Linked DNA regions of Sus scrofa: region 2 is linked to region 1. Evidence: chromatin contacts called from public Hi-C data. All regions are on one chromosome and are shown on one strand. Each heading gives the region's core, a stretch centred on a gene start, on an enhancer-like site or on the middle of the called end of the contact. The rest is flanking DNA. Distances are from core to core; before and after follow the strand shown. Region 1 overlaps IL17B (interleukin-17B). Region 2 holds the start of ARHGEF37 (rho guanine nucleotide exchange factor 37).

Evidence for each region. Hi-C and Micro-C count contacts between places; a contact is called where the count stands out from the background.
Region 2: a Hi-C map of liver shows a contact between it and region 1, with 12 times the contacts expected there. The contact joins the promoter of ARHGEF37 here to the enhancer-like site in region 1. A contact is called at or near these places in 1 of 5 promoter capture datasets (liver), 8 of 47 Hi-C or Micro-C datasets (brain, embryonic fibroblasts, heart right ventricle and 5 more) and 2 of 2 datasets of contacts at active chromatin or transcription factors (alveolar macrophages and skeletal muscle).

Annotation. Positions count from the first base shown.
Region 1 is chr2:150,546,217-150,553,064 of Sscrofa11.1, reverse strand. It overlaps IL17B (interleukin-17B), which reads left to right. Exons shown (of 14, transcript XR_002342005.1): 3 at 706-1,611; 4 at 4,114-4,181; 5 at 5,195-6,848. Among named protein-coding and RNA genes, the nearest start is that of PCYOX1L, 24 kb to the right of the region's middle. Within about 2 kb of position 3,569, at least 8 of the 83 cell types and tissues checked have an H3K27ac peak or open chromatin away from gene starts, as enhancers often do. A contact at or near this core is called in liver, where this site is marked.
Region 2 is chr2:150,658,569-150,665,416 of Sscrofa11.1, reverse strand. ARHGEF37 (rho guanine nucleotide exchange factor 37) reads right to left here and starts at 2,947. Exons shown (of 13, transcript XM_003124090.6): 1 at 2,871-2,947. CSNK1A1 (casein kinase I) reads left to right here and starts at 2,986. Exons shown (of 10, transcript XM_003124088.3): 1 at 2,986-3,694; 2 at 4,258-4,364. The coding sequence starts at 3,572.

The DNA.
Region 1 (6,848 bases), core at 2,320-4,819:
TCGCTGCTCTGCGTGACCAGCCTAATGGCTCTAACCCTTGCACGCTCCCTTCCGGGGGCGAGGGTGGGGGTGGGGGTGGTCAGAGGGGGCCGCAGGGCCCAGCCTCCCTCACTGTATGAGCCTCACTTTCCTCTTGGTTTTTTTTTTTGTTTTGTTTTGTTGTTTTTTTTTAATCTTTTTGCCTTCTCTTGAGCCGCTCCTGTGGCATATGGAGGTTCCCAGGCTAGGGGTCAAATCAGAGCTGTAGCCACTGGCCTATGCCAGAGCCACAGCAATGTGGGATCTGAGCTGTGTCTGGAACCTACACCACAGCTCACGGCAACGCCGGAACCTTAAGCCACTGAGCAAGGCCAGGGATCGAACCTGCAACCTCATGGTTCCTAGTCGGATTTGTTAACCACTGCGCCACCACGGGAGCGCCCTCACTTTCCTCTTTTGTAAGAGTCTTGCTCACGTGGGCTTGGTGCCAGGAGCAAAGCCAGGGACGCGAATGTGTGTAGAGGCAGGAGGGTACCCTGTTCCCAGTGGTGGTTACTCCCCGCCCCCGCCGGGGTCCTCGGGCCCGGCCGCCTCTGTCTCCCAGGCCCAGAAGCCTGACGCTGTCTTCTAAGAGTAGGACAGCGACGGACACATCTTTCCTGGGAACAGACGTTGTTTGCAAACGGTGGGATTCCACGTCAGCCGCTTCTCCCTCCTTCCCCACAGATACTGTATTTATGAGAACTGACCTCCCGATGGAAATTTGGCAAGATTTCACGTTCTGGAGACGTTGTACCTTCCAGCCCGTGTCCCGAGGACGGAGGTCGCGGGCTTCCCAGGAGATGCGGCGTTCCCCTGGGTGCAGGAGTACCGGGGACCGAGAGGAGGGGCCCAGCAGAGCCCCAGGCCCCAGGCGGGTCCTCCAGCGGTGATGTTGGTACTCCGTCCGTCCTGCATAAGACCGTGAGCTCAGGAACAGGTCTGGCCGTCCACTGCTGTGTGCCCAGGGCCTGGCACGTCGTAGGTGCTCAGGGTCCATTTGTTAAATGAAGGGAGTAAACCCTTCTCGAGAACTTTGAAGGGTCTTCCTTGCCTGTACTGAAGGTCACGGCTCCTGGAAATTACGGAGCCTCCCAGACAAGGCTTTAAACTGCCACCTGGGGCAGCAGCTCGGCGTTGGCTCCCAGCAGGTTCAGGCCAGAGAGCAGCCTCGGCAGGAGGCTTGGGCTGGGGTTCCCTGCAGCCCTAAGAGCCTGCCGGTTCCCGAGGCGGTTTTCTGGTGGGGGAGGTGGGGTGGGGGCTGGTGCCCTGGCTCTGGCAGTCAGGTCGGGCTGCTGCCAGGCCCCCCAGCGGTGGGTAGTGCGTAGCCTCAGTTTCGCTGGTCTCTTAGCAGGTCCTGTCCTGGTACAGTGGGTCCCTGGCTCCTGAGCCAGGTGCTGAGAGGCACGTGTGAATAAGGCATGTTTGCTGCTTGCGAGAAGCTTCCGCCCAGTGACTCTTCGGAGCAATAACAGAACATGCACACGCAAGACTCCAAGCACAAATTCACGGCCACACAGCCACACACCGAGCCAGTACAGTGACTGCAGCACCGTCTGAGCCCACAGCAGCAGCCACCACGTCCAGAGGCTGGTAAGCACCATGGGTTGGTTGCTGTGTTGGCGGGGGTGGCCTTTGAACCCAAGCCACAGAGGGAGGGTGGCCCCTCCCCTGCTTCCCCCTCCGAGCCCCCCCCCCCCCGCCCCCGCAGCACACGCTGCTCCCTGCACCGGTCTGGGCCCTGGGAATCTGACGGGAACATTTCTCCTGTTGGACCCTGTTCTGGCTTCCGCTGGCGGATGGGGCTTCCCACCAAAACTGATGCGGGGCCAGCAAGAGGTGGGGGCTGACAGCGGGGCGGGGAGCGGTCAGAACTCTGGGTCTTGTAAGTCCAGACGTCCTGTAAACTCTGACCAGAGCCTAAACATCCCTGCACTGAGGGGAGGATGTGCTGCTGGGCAGGGGGCCCGGCGCCTCCATCTGCTCCGGGACAGGCTGTTTATGCCGCAGCCCTGGAGGCCCCGGGCTCCTTCCTGTCGCGGTCTGGGCAAGTAGAGGCGGGAGGGGCAGCCCCACCTGGGGGCCTGAGGCCTGGGACTCAGAGTCCACCTGTCACGGCCAGAAGGGAACTGTCATAGCTCCAGAAGCCCAGCTCTGCCCCCTTCTCGAATCTCCCTCACAACTGGTCCCCTGGTTCCTCCTAAACCACCTCAGCTAAGGGGGAACTCTCTTTTCCCCAGGGCAGTCAGTTCTATTATCTGGCAGCTGGAAAGTTCTAGAAAAGATGAGTTCTAGAATTGTTCAGTGCACCTGATTGAGCACAGCCACAATAACGTCTGCACCAAAATAATAGCGTCATTCGCTGAGCCCACACTGTGCGCGGTACTTTACGGGCGTTATCCCGTTAAATCCCCCTCCTCTGGAGGAGGACACACGGGCTCAGAGAAGGTAGGGCCCTCGCCCAGGGCAACCCAGCTGTTTCGTGGAGAGGCCGGGGTCCAGTCACTTTAGTTCAAAGTCTGTGCTTTTAAGTATTAGTCGATACTGGTTCTTTACCAAAAGCCAACATTGCACTCACACCACAGAAACTCCGTCCAACAAACAATAGACACGGAGCTCCCGTCCTGGTGCAGCGGAAACGAATCTGACTGGCATCCACCAGGACGCAGGTTTGATCCCTGGATCTCAGTAGGTTAAGGATCCGGCATTGCCATGACCTGTGGTGTAGGTCGCAGACGCGGCTCGGATCTGGCGTTGCTGCAGCTGTGGTGTAGGCCGGCGGCCACAGCTCCGATTGGACTCCTGGCCTGGGAACCTCCCTGTGCCGAGGGTGTAGCCCTAAAAAAACAAAAAACAAACAAAAAAACCAGGCACACGTAAGCCAACCAGATCACAGTAAAAACAACCCATGTCAACCACATCTTAAGTACCAATTGTGTGCCAGGCAGATCAGAATTTTAATGATAAGGCCGTTTAACAATCAGGTGAGGAAACTGTGGCTCACTGAGGTTTGGAAAAATGGATGAGGCCACATAAGAAGGGGCAGGCTGGACAAGTGTCCAGCCACCGTCTCTGAGGTCTGCACTCTCCCGCTGCACCCTGCTGCGTGATGGGGAGGGGGCTGTCGTATCATGAAAGAGAAAAGATTTATTATTTTCAACAACAGCAAAGAAGCTTTAAAAAGTGGGATGTGCATCCTTAGCGAGGCACCATCTGCCTGCACTGGAGGGCCCCGCCAGGACGCTTTAGACGGGGCTCCCGCACTGGCAGGGGCCCCGCAAGATAGTCCCCAGCATCTGTCTGCAGCCCCAAACACCAGCTTGGGGTCCTCAAGCCTGAAGGTGGGGTGGGAGGGGGGCCTTGGCCCCCCTTCCCGGAGTGCAAGCCCACCCCCACCGCCACCCGCCTCGCGTTCTTTGACTGCCCCCCGCCCCCCCCAGGGGAGGAGGCCTTGGCGCCTGGCCTGGGCCGAAGGTCCTGTGGATGTGCCCGCCCTGTCCACCCAGGCCTTTGCCCTTTTTTGAGAACTGGGAGCTTTCTGGATGGGTCTGTTCCCACCACCAGTGTTCCAGTCCAGGGAGCTTAAAATAGTGCCTCTTGGCTGGGGCTCTGGAGTGAGCAGTGAGGGAGGCATTTGTGCAAATATGGGCCTGGGAGCAGGACTCCTGCCCCGAGAGGGTGGGGGCGGGGTGGGCAGCCGGGCGGGAGAGCCAAGGCGTCCGGGGAAGATGCTCCCTCCCGGCCTGACGCCCTGCATCGCGCGGCAGGCGTCTGCTGGTCTCCTGCCCTCCCCGGCCTCACGGGCCCACGTGGGCACATCTCTGCACCGCATCCCGCAGGGCTCCCGGGCCCGGCCAAGGCTCCACGGTGGCCCCCGGGGATGGGGACCTCTGCCTTCTTGTGCAGGTTCTGTCCTTGTCCCCGCCTCGCCATGCCGTTCCTGCCAAGGAACCCTCCGGGAGCAGCCTTTTGAAGCCCCAACTCCAAACCTGTTTTAGCAGTTACAGTGACAATTGCAGCCACCACTGACTGAGCGCTTACTTTGGTCAGGTGTTCTGCCAAGTGCTTCAGCATTTTCTCCTCTGGTCCCCACAGCCATCCCCGGAGAGCCAAGATCCTATCTTTTCCGCTCTGCAGAAGAAACTAAGGCTCAGAGAAGTCAGGTAACTTCCCCAAGGTCACACAGCTCAGAACTGACAGGGGCAGGATGAAAACCAGGTCTGTCAGCCTCTGGCGTGTGAACTCTAACCTCCCGGGCTGTGCGTCCCCACTGCCTGGGGCTCCCATTCTCGGTCCAGCATTAGCGCCGTGCATCACGTGCATAGAGCCGCTCTGAGTCAGTGTGTCAGGTGTTTGGTGGGTGCCTGCTCTGTGCCAGGCACCTTGCTGGGCACCATGCGCACGCCCTGGAGTGCTCAGGTCCCCTTGAGGACTCTAGGTGGGGCTTGGGCTTCGCGACGCACCCCCCCGCCTCCCGGGCAGGGTCTGCTTTGACCTTGTCAGGGTGAGGGTGAGGCTTAGCCCCTCCTCGAGGCCCAGCTGCCCAGGTGGGCCCTCCCCTCTGTTCCCACACCGCAGGGAACCGTGTGTGCAGGAACCGGATCTCCTGCGGCTGTGGGCTCTCTGAGCCTCAGCTGCCCCGTCCGTAGAGGTACCTCTAGGACCTCGTGCAGGCGGTGGGGGGATTTAATAAAATGGCGTGGGAGGGACTCGGCACAGTGCCTGCTGGTCAGTGAGCACAGTTAGGCAGCCCCTTATTGCTCATTGTTGCTTCCTGAAAAGCCTGGTGTCTGGTGGTACCTACCGGGCCGGGCATGAGCTTGGTGCTCCAGCTGAAGGGAGGCGCTCGCCCCAGCCCAGCCCTGCCCTCGCTTCCGGCCAGCTGTGTCCTTCTTGCTCTGACGTGGATGGTGTCCCAGGCCCTGGCCCTCAGCAGCAGTCGGGTCGCTCGGGCAGCCAGGAGCGAGCATGGGAACTTTACGTGCTCTCCTGGGTCCCGTTCCAGGGAAAAGGGGTGGTGCGCCGGGAAGTGCTGCCAGGGTTTGCCCGCCCCTCGGGGACATCTGGCTTTCTGGTGGTGCCACCTGGCGGTGAGCACAGAACTGCTCCTAGCTGGGCGGCGGCCGAGGGGTCTGTTGGCTCGGAGCACGACCACTCCCTGCTCCTGTCTCTCCAGCCCGTCCACCCGTCCCTCCTTCGCCTGTCTGACCGCCTTCCGTGGGAAAAGCTCTGCTGTGGGGCAGGAGCCCCCGAAGCCCAGGTTCCCACGCCTCCCTCAGGCCTGCCTCTGACCGGCCGTTTGCTGGTTGGCCAGGGTTCCCACTTAGGATAGCCTTGAGGGCACATGACCTCTCAGGGGTTTCTGGAAACCAGGGCTGGGAGAAGGGGGCCTCCTTCTTGGTCCCAGGATGGAAACTCAGGGATGTCCCTGGGTCCGTCCTTGAGTCTCCACAGCCCCTGCCTGGGTACCTGGGTACCCACAGACCCCCCCCCCCCATTAGGAGGGTCTGGCCCAGCTCCTGGTTCTCTCCTGACCAGGCAAGGGGCCCAGCCTGGCCCAGGGCTGTGCGTATAAGGTTTGGGGAAGAAGAGTAAGAACTGGAAGACTGAACTGCTCAGAGCAGCCTCAGCCAGCTCCGCACCGGCTCGGAGGGCCTGCCCGGCCTTGGTTTCCTCGGGGTAGAACGGGGAAGGGCGGGGAGCCCCGGGGCCCCGGTCGGGGCCTTGTCAGGGTACAGGTCCCTGGGCCTTCTCTTTCACAGCTCCAGGGCCAGGGCCTTGGACTCGGGTAACAAACGCACAGAAGCTGCAGGCGGCGCAGATGAGGAGAGTGTCGTGGTTTCAGGTCCTGAGAATCCAGTTGGAGCCCCGTCTGCTTTTAATTTCCCCGCCTTTCTGTGGATGCGGTGGGGGGGCTCCGCTGCAGGTCTGTCGGCCCCCACCACCAGCAGGAGTGGAGGGGCAGCAAGGAGGCCGCCCGCACTGCCGCCAGGGTGCCCCAGCCCCAGCCCCTCCCGCGCGAGTGCAGGGCCGGGACAGCCCGGGGTGGGAGTGGGGCCCTTGCCGCTTGAGGAGGTATTTTCGGAGTCCCCCTCCCTTGAGCGTTTGCAGCGATGGAATAGAGCCTGTCTAGTATTTGACCAAATATGGTGGGGTCTCTTGTGAGCTCGAGCCTCAGCCAGCCTCTCGGTCACGCTGTGGAAACCTGCCCTGGGGAGATTAATCTTGGGACGTTCCGGAGCGCCTCGCACCCTGAGCGCTTCCCCCGGCGATTCCTGTAAATGGCCAAGCGCGGCCGCGAGCAGGAGGGTGCCGTCTGGATGCCCGCTCGTGGTGTCGTCCCCCGCCCCCGGGACTCGCTCACTTTCGGCCGGGCTGTTCCCTTGCGGGGAGAGACCCAGCCCAGCAGGGCCAGTCTGTTCAGGGCAGGGTTCCAGGACGCGTAGACCCGGGGGTCACCGGAGCTCACAGACTTGGAGCCAGGCCCTGGGAAGCCCAGGGCCGTGTCGCCAGGAGAGCGGGCCGAGGGGGGCAAAGGAGAGTTGGCTGAGCAGCGGGAACCGTGCTTGCTCTCACGTGAAATGGAACAGCTAATGTTTAGAATAAGCATTATGTCATTATTTTCTAATAATTTCCATAATTACCTGCTGTGTTTATTGAGCATATACTATGTGCCAGGCACTGGGCCAGCTGTTTCGCCTGGGGGATTTCGCTCTGTCCTTGTAACAGCCCCCAGATACTGTCACGTCCTTGTTCCAAAGATGGAGGGGCTGAGACTCAGATTTCAGAGGGGACGGGGGCAGGCTCACTGTCACACTGTCCATCCCTGG
Region 2 (6,848 bases), core at 1,698-4,197, 110 kb before region 1:
GTCAAAAGGAAGACATTTCCAAATAATTAAATTAATCAAAATAAATTTAGGGTTAATGACAATATAAAACGTAAGAAATGTTCGTAGAATGTCTCAGAAGTGTTTGAAGTTGCTATCACAGATGCAATACACTTTCACAAAACCCTGTGAATAATGCAGAGGGGGAGAACAGAGACAAGACACGAAGGGAACACAGAAATTGCTGTCACTGTCCAAAACTAGAAGAAAGACCGAATGGATTATCACAGATTACTTTATGAACTCTAAAAGGCTCTCTAAATACAATTTAACTTTTTTTGCTTTGTGGACTAGGGGCCTACAATCTAGAGGTCTTCTCCCCCCGCCCCCAAATCGGGCCCTGGGTTCTGCTCATTGCGTAGTCTTTTTGCAGTGGTGTTGGGCTTTGCCAAGATCAAATGGAGTAGGACATTCTTTTTTTTTTTTTTTTTTTGTCTTTTTAGGGCCATACCGGAGCCATATGGAGGTTCCCAGGCTAGGGGGCAAATCAGAGCTGTAGCCACTGGCCTACACCACAGCCACAACAATGCCAGATCCAAGCTGTGTCTTCGACCTACACCACCCCTCACGACAATGCCAGATCCTTAACCCACTGAGTGATGTCAGGGATCAAACCTGCATCCTCATGGATACTAGTCAGATTCGTTTCCACTGCACCACGACCGGAACTCCCAACAGAACATTTCTGATGTTCTCATGTTTTCAATTACTCCATTAACTCACTTATCTGCTACTGATTATGCACAAAGCTGGGTAACAAAGACCTGAGAGAGTGTTTGACATATCCCAAGTCATTCCATTTTTCTACTTATTTGTACCAAACAACTCTAGAGATGGGCAGGCCACCCTTGTGTTTTTATTTTCTCCATTACTACACCCGTCTGTATCTCTTGTGCTTGTCCTTAATCATTTTACTCAAAAGACACCCTGTCTACTAGTGACCTTTTCTTGGATAAGCACTGTGGTTTGTTTTATTTTATTTAGTTATTTTTTGTCTTTTTAGGGCCGCATCCATAGCATATGGAAGTTCCCAGGCTAGAGGTCCAATTGGAGCTGCAGCCACTGGACTACACTACAGCCACAGCAACAAAGGATCCGAGACACTTCTGTGACCTACCCCACAGCTCATGGCAAAGCCAAATCCTTAACCCACTGAGCGAGGCCAGGGATCAAACCTACATCTTCATAGATCCTAGTTGGGTTCATTAACTGCTGAGCCACAAAGGGAGCTCCAACCAAAAAAAAAAAAAAAAAAACCCTTTAAATGTACACCTCACCCCTTACGGTGAACTCCTTAAGCTGAGGGATCCGTCAAATTTGGGGTAGCTATAGTAGAAAATCAGCAGAACAGTCACTATCTCTGGAAACCTGGAAACTTCAAGATACTTAAAACTGATTTTTTTCTGCTCAGCCCCAGCATGCAGAAGGTTTCAGTCCAGGGACTGAACCTGAGCCGCAGCAGTGACACTGCCTCCTTAACCTGCTGCATCAAAAGGAAACCCCAACTTTTTTTAACAAAAGAAAATCGAACGGCAGAGAGTTTTAACTAGGTCGGACACACTTTGGAGTCACCAGTGAAGACTGTCCTTTTGGGGGTCAGGGGGCCTGGGTTTTGTTAGCACCTCAAAACTTCACCTTAAACCTTAGAAGTCTCTTTCCCTCTGTTCTCAAATTCAAGACATTTAGGTTAAAGCTTTATGAATACAAATATTTAAGCCAGAAATAAAGTAACATGGAGAAATCCTAGTCAAGATATCTTTCAGGATGAACTCCATTACTAACTACTTGATCAGCTTTCAAAGTTGCAGTTGAGGTACATTTTTTTCCTGTTTTAATGACATTCTTTTACTTGGGATAGTAAAATAATGCCGCTTTTGCACTTTCACAACTGAGGCTTTGATTCACTCATTCGTCAGCGTTTGACTCAGACTGCAGATGACAGCAACATGGACATTTCTCCTGGGATCATCACCACTAAGCCCAACCGTCTGAGGTCAAATTTTGTAACCCAAAATGTGGTCAAGAGGTGACTCTGTTCAATGTTTTTGTTTGTTTTAGGGCCGGACCTGTTGCATGTGGAGGTTCGCAGGCTAGGGGTCGATCGGAGCTGTAGCTGCCGGCCTGCACCACAGCCACGCCGGATCCTTAACCCACTGAGCGAGGCCAGGGATCAAACTCGCAACCTCATAACCTCATAGTTCCTACTCGGATTCGTTTCGGCTGCGCCACCACGGGAACTCCTGTCCAATTTCAGTAAAAGTTTTTACTGTGTAGAGTTTTAAACGCTGCCAATCTTATGGTCTAATGGTCATTTTTATCCTGTGTTTCTGGGGTCAACAGCTCATTTTCCCACACGACCAGGATAGGGTGTTTCAAGGCATTTGGGAGGGGGATAACTTTCGTTTTCCCCCGGCTGCAGATCTTACTTTCTATCGACCACGTACGTGCCACTACCCATGACTTGGATATTGGGGTTTTCCTCCGGGATCAAACAGCGTCAGCGGGAAGCAACCCGAAGCCCCAGAGCAGCAGGGCTGGCGCCTGCGCCCCTCTTCCCGGGAGGGGAGAGCGGGCCTCCAGCCCTCCGAAACCCTGGGCGGCCAGAGCCGCCGGGCTGCGCCGCGGGAGCCCCGAGCGCGGCTGCTCGTCTCCCGCTCTCCACCGGAGGCGACAGCTCCGCCACAGCGGAGATCGGCCGGAGCCCCGCAAAGAGCGAAAGGGTGAAAACCGCCTCCGACCAAGAGCAAAGGTCGGTACCCAACTCCCCGGGAGGCCTGACGCATCCCCTCCCACGAGCACTGCAGTGACTCCTCCCTAACACGTCTCGAGGCCTGGGCCGCGCGGCCCCTCACCGAGCAGGCGGGTCTGAGGTGACTAACAGGCAGCCGCGGAGGAGCAGCGGGCGACCGGAAGTGGAAGCGGGCGCGGGGCGGGGCGCGGGGCGGGCGCGGCACGCCTGCGCAGTCCGCGGCGCGGCAGTGCGCCTGCGCGCTTGGGCGGTGACGGGGGACGCTCGGAGCGTGGGCCGCGACTCTCACGGATCCGGTTCCGCCCTCCCTCTCGCCGTCGACCCTCGGGGCTGGCGCCCGCGATCCCTTTCCCAGCGTGCTCCGCGCCGTGAAGAAGCGGCTCCCGGGGACTGGGGGCATTTTGTGTTGGCTGGAGCCGGAGCAACAAGATGGCGGCGTCGGCGGAGTGACAGGGGTCCCTCCGGGCGGGAGCTGGCGGCAGCGGGGGCAGCGGGATCGCCGCCCTAACTCACCGCGCCCCTTTTCCAGCCGGCGACGTCGCCGCGAGAGCGAGGCAGCGGCGGCCGCCAGGAACAAGTGGCCCGGCCCGGCAACCGCGAGCACCGCCTCGGCAGCCTGCGGCCTGGCCGGAGGAAGCCTGACAGCCGCGGAGATCCGGGTCCGCCTGGCCGGTTCCGGGCCTGTAGCGCCGAGAAGGAGCCAGCGCCCCCCGGTTCCTGCCGCGCTCCGCGGACGAGCGCTAGAGGCCTCCGTCGTCCCCTAGAGGTGTCGGGGCTTGGCCCCAGCCTCCATCTTCTCCCAGGATGGCGAGCAGCAGCGGCTCCAAGGCCGAGTTCATTGTCGGAGGGAAGTACAAACTGGTGCGGAAGATCGGCTCTGGCTCCTTCGGGGACATTTACCTGGCGATCAACATCACCAACGGCGAGGTAATCCCCCGGGGTGGGGTTCCCGACCGCGCCTGCCCCCCCCCCCCAGCGGCTCGGGCCTTTGCCCCCCGCGCGCGCGCCCCGGGAAGTCCAGAGGGAGCCGGCTCTCCCGGCCTGGGAACCTCCACCGCTGTCCTTCCCTAAAAGGGAAAGAAGCGAGGCAGACGTTGGGGTACTGTGGAGTTTCCCACCTTACTCGGACTTTTAAACCCATCCTCTAAGGTGAGAACGGCAGAATCCCTATGCTTCGCTCTCTCCCTATTGAATTCTCCTGGGGTTCTTGTTCCAATTAGCGCAGCTTCCGATCGCCTGGCTTCTTCAGGACCTCTCTTTACGTTTTCTGGATGAATCATTTTCCTGCACTTTAGAGGACGTGCCGCTTTCGTCACTGCCCCCTGAAGAGGCCTTTGAGGCTGGATGCCTCGTTTTGTAATTACAAAGAGAGCTTTCTCCTCCTGGCTCTACTGCCGGGAGAGTTGGGGCTTTGCTCACGTCGCCCCGTCCTTTCCGAGTGACATTGAGTCCGTAAGGATGTTGATGGCATCATTCCCTCTCCCCCGCAGGAAGTGGCAGTGAAGCTAGAATCTCAGAAGGCCAGGCATCCCCAGTTGCTGTACGAGAGCAAACTCTATAAGATTCTTCAAGGTGGGGTCGGCATCCCCCACATACGGTAAGAGTCCGTGGGCAGACGGCGCTCCTCCCGGGGAGGTACCCGAAAGGGGGATGTGGGAGCGGCGGGGACGGGACCAGCTGGATCCGGCTCTTGAGGTCTGAGTGGCCGGGGTCTCCGTGGACCGTAAGTCACCCCAGTCCCCGAGCAGATCGTCCTTTGCCAACTTAGGCCGCGTTTCGGTTTGCGCACCCTGCTCCGCTTAGCGTCCGTCCGTCTGGCCGCGGTTTTGAAAGTGCGCGGCCCATCTTTGATCCCGACGCGGAAGGGGTGCCTGCTGCCGTCTCCCGGTCGGCTCCTCCGAGGCTGCTGGGATTGCCCGGCGAGGGCCTGAGGCTGCGGGCGGCGGGGCCCGCCGGCTCGGGCTGGCGGAGCCGGCCTGGGAAATGGCTGCTCTTTTGTTGTGTTTTGTTCCAACATGTCTTCCTGCTCCGCTTAGAAAATGGCGGAGCGACGTGACTCAACCGCACGCCCCTGCCCTCGCCTCTGCCGGGTTCACGCCTGAGGCTTCCTCGACGCCCCGGCGGCAGCCCTGAGCGGCTCAAGCCTTTGAAAAGCCGGGATCGGGCTGCAGGCAGTGGTGGGGTTCACGGAGGGGGCTGGCGTGACGGCGGCGGGCTTGCGATCGCCGCCGCAGATGCGAGGTGAAATCCAGTCCCTCCACGGGCCCCTGCAGGGTCCTTTGAGGGGCGCGGAGCCCTCCGGAGAAGGGAAGTGTTTGCTGCCTTTAGTCGTGTCCTAAGTTTGGTGGCTCATGGCAAGGGCAGCTGGAGCAGCGCTGTGTTGAAATGGACTCCGTTGTATTAAAAGAAAACTTAATCATGCAGTTTGCTAAGTAACTAACCTGTTGAGTTAGGTGGTCAGCAACTCCTCATAGCTGGGAATTTGTGGGTTTTTGGAGATGGGATATTGGTGAAGGCAAAGAGTAATCGGGATAAAGGAAGACATTGGCTTCTTTTAAACGGTTAAGTTTAATGGGTTGTAGACTAGTTGGACTCTTGAGATTAAAGAGCCTTTTCCAAGAATAGAATAGTTTGGACCTAGCCCTTTTCCAACAATTCCTCAAAAATAACATTTGCAAAAATATATCAGAGGTTGTTGTGAATTAACCGGAATGGTATTTATTGTAGCCTCTTTTCCTATCCTTGCTTTAATTTCTCAAACCTTGAATTAAGGATTGGAATATATACAAAAATTCTGATGTGGAAACAACCCGAATGACACTATCTTTAAAAAATTTTCAGTGATAATAGACATTTTTAATGAAGAAATGGAATGATACAATGTTCTATTGGTGGGAAATGCTAAAGTAAATTATTTGGAAGAAAATTCCGGGTTTATCTTAGGACGTAAATTTTAAGGTGAAACCTGAGATGATCCAGATTTGAGATTTTCTTAATGGTTCTCATCCCTTAAAAGAAAAACAACAAAACTCTGCTGTGTGGGAAAACACATTTGTTATTGTCAAGAATGAAAATCTTGATTAGAATGTCTAGCTTTTTTCTTCACAAAATAAAAAATGTTATTTTCATTGACCTTAAATTTTTAAACCCCTTTCCCCTTGCATTTATTTCCATCCCTTCCACCTCAGCCCCCAATACTCATTTTTCCTCACATGTAAATATATATAAATATATATACCTAACTTCGCATAAGGTTTTTGAGATTCATCTATGTTGGGTTTTAAAATTTTCACAAGTCAGGTTGAATTTAGTTTATTTGAAATCATTTTCAAGAAGCATTAAGCATTTGGTGGCATTTTCAGTGCTAAACCCAAGTTAAGTGCATGCACTTTTATTTGGTAGCTTTTATTTAGGACAGTACTGATGCAGATCAACAAGGGCAGTAGTTGATATACTGAATAAGCACATAAATAAGTGAAACTGGCTTGTAAGCAAAATTCTAAGATGCTGAGTGCCGAGAGAGTTTGCTAGTTGTGAACTGGGTGGAGCTAAAGAGATTAACCTGACTTTCAAGTTAGGGCTTTCTGGGAGAGGAGATGGGCTTTCAGGATCTGGCTCTAAGGAAGAGAGCTTGGGGAACTGGTTGAGGAGGGCATTCAGGAGTAGGTGTGGCTTCTGGGAAGATTCTGGGAAGGGAAAATGTAGTGCTTGGGTGAGGGTGGGGGAAGGGTGATTGGTTTTAAGAGTGGTGTTGTCTGCGTACAGGGAAAACAAAAGTGCATCATTGGTTTTAAAGGAACATAGGAGAGAGCTGTTTTTCCCTGAAGTGGGAAAGATAAAGACTCAAGTTTTATTTTGGGTACCGCTGTCTTCTGCTCAGTTTGTTCCCCTCCATTTCCACATCAACTGTATACAGTATACACTTCATATTTACTTGGTAAATACGGAATTAAATTGTTTGGTTTAGCTGGAATAACTAAGGCAGACTGTGTTGTGCCAGTTGTTTTAGAAATGTTAACACTAATTTAAAACTTGAAGATTTTGGAGTTCGAGTTACAGTGTGCAGTGGAAACAATCCGAC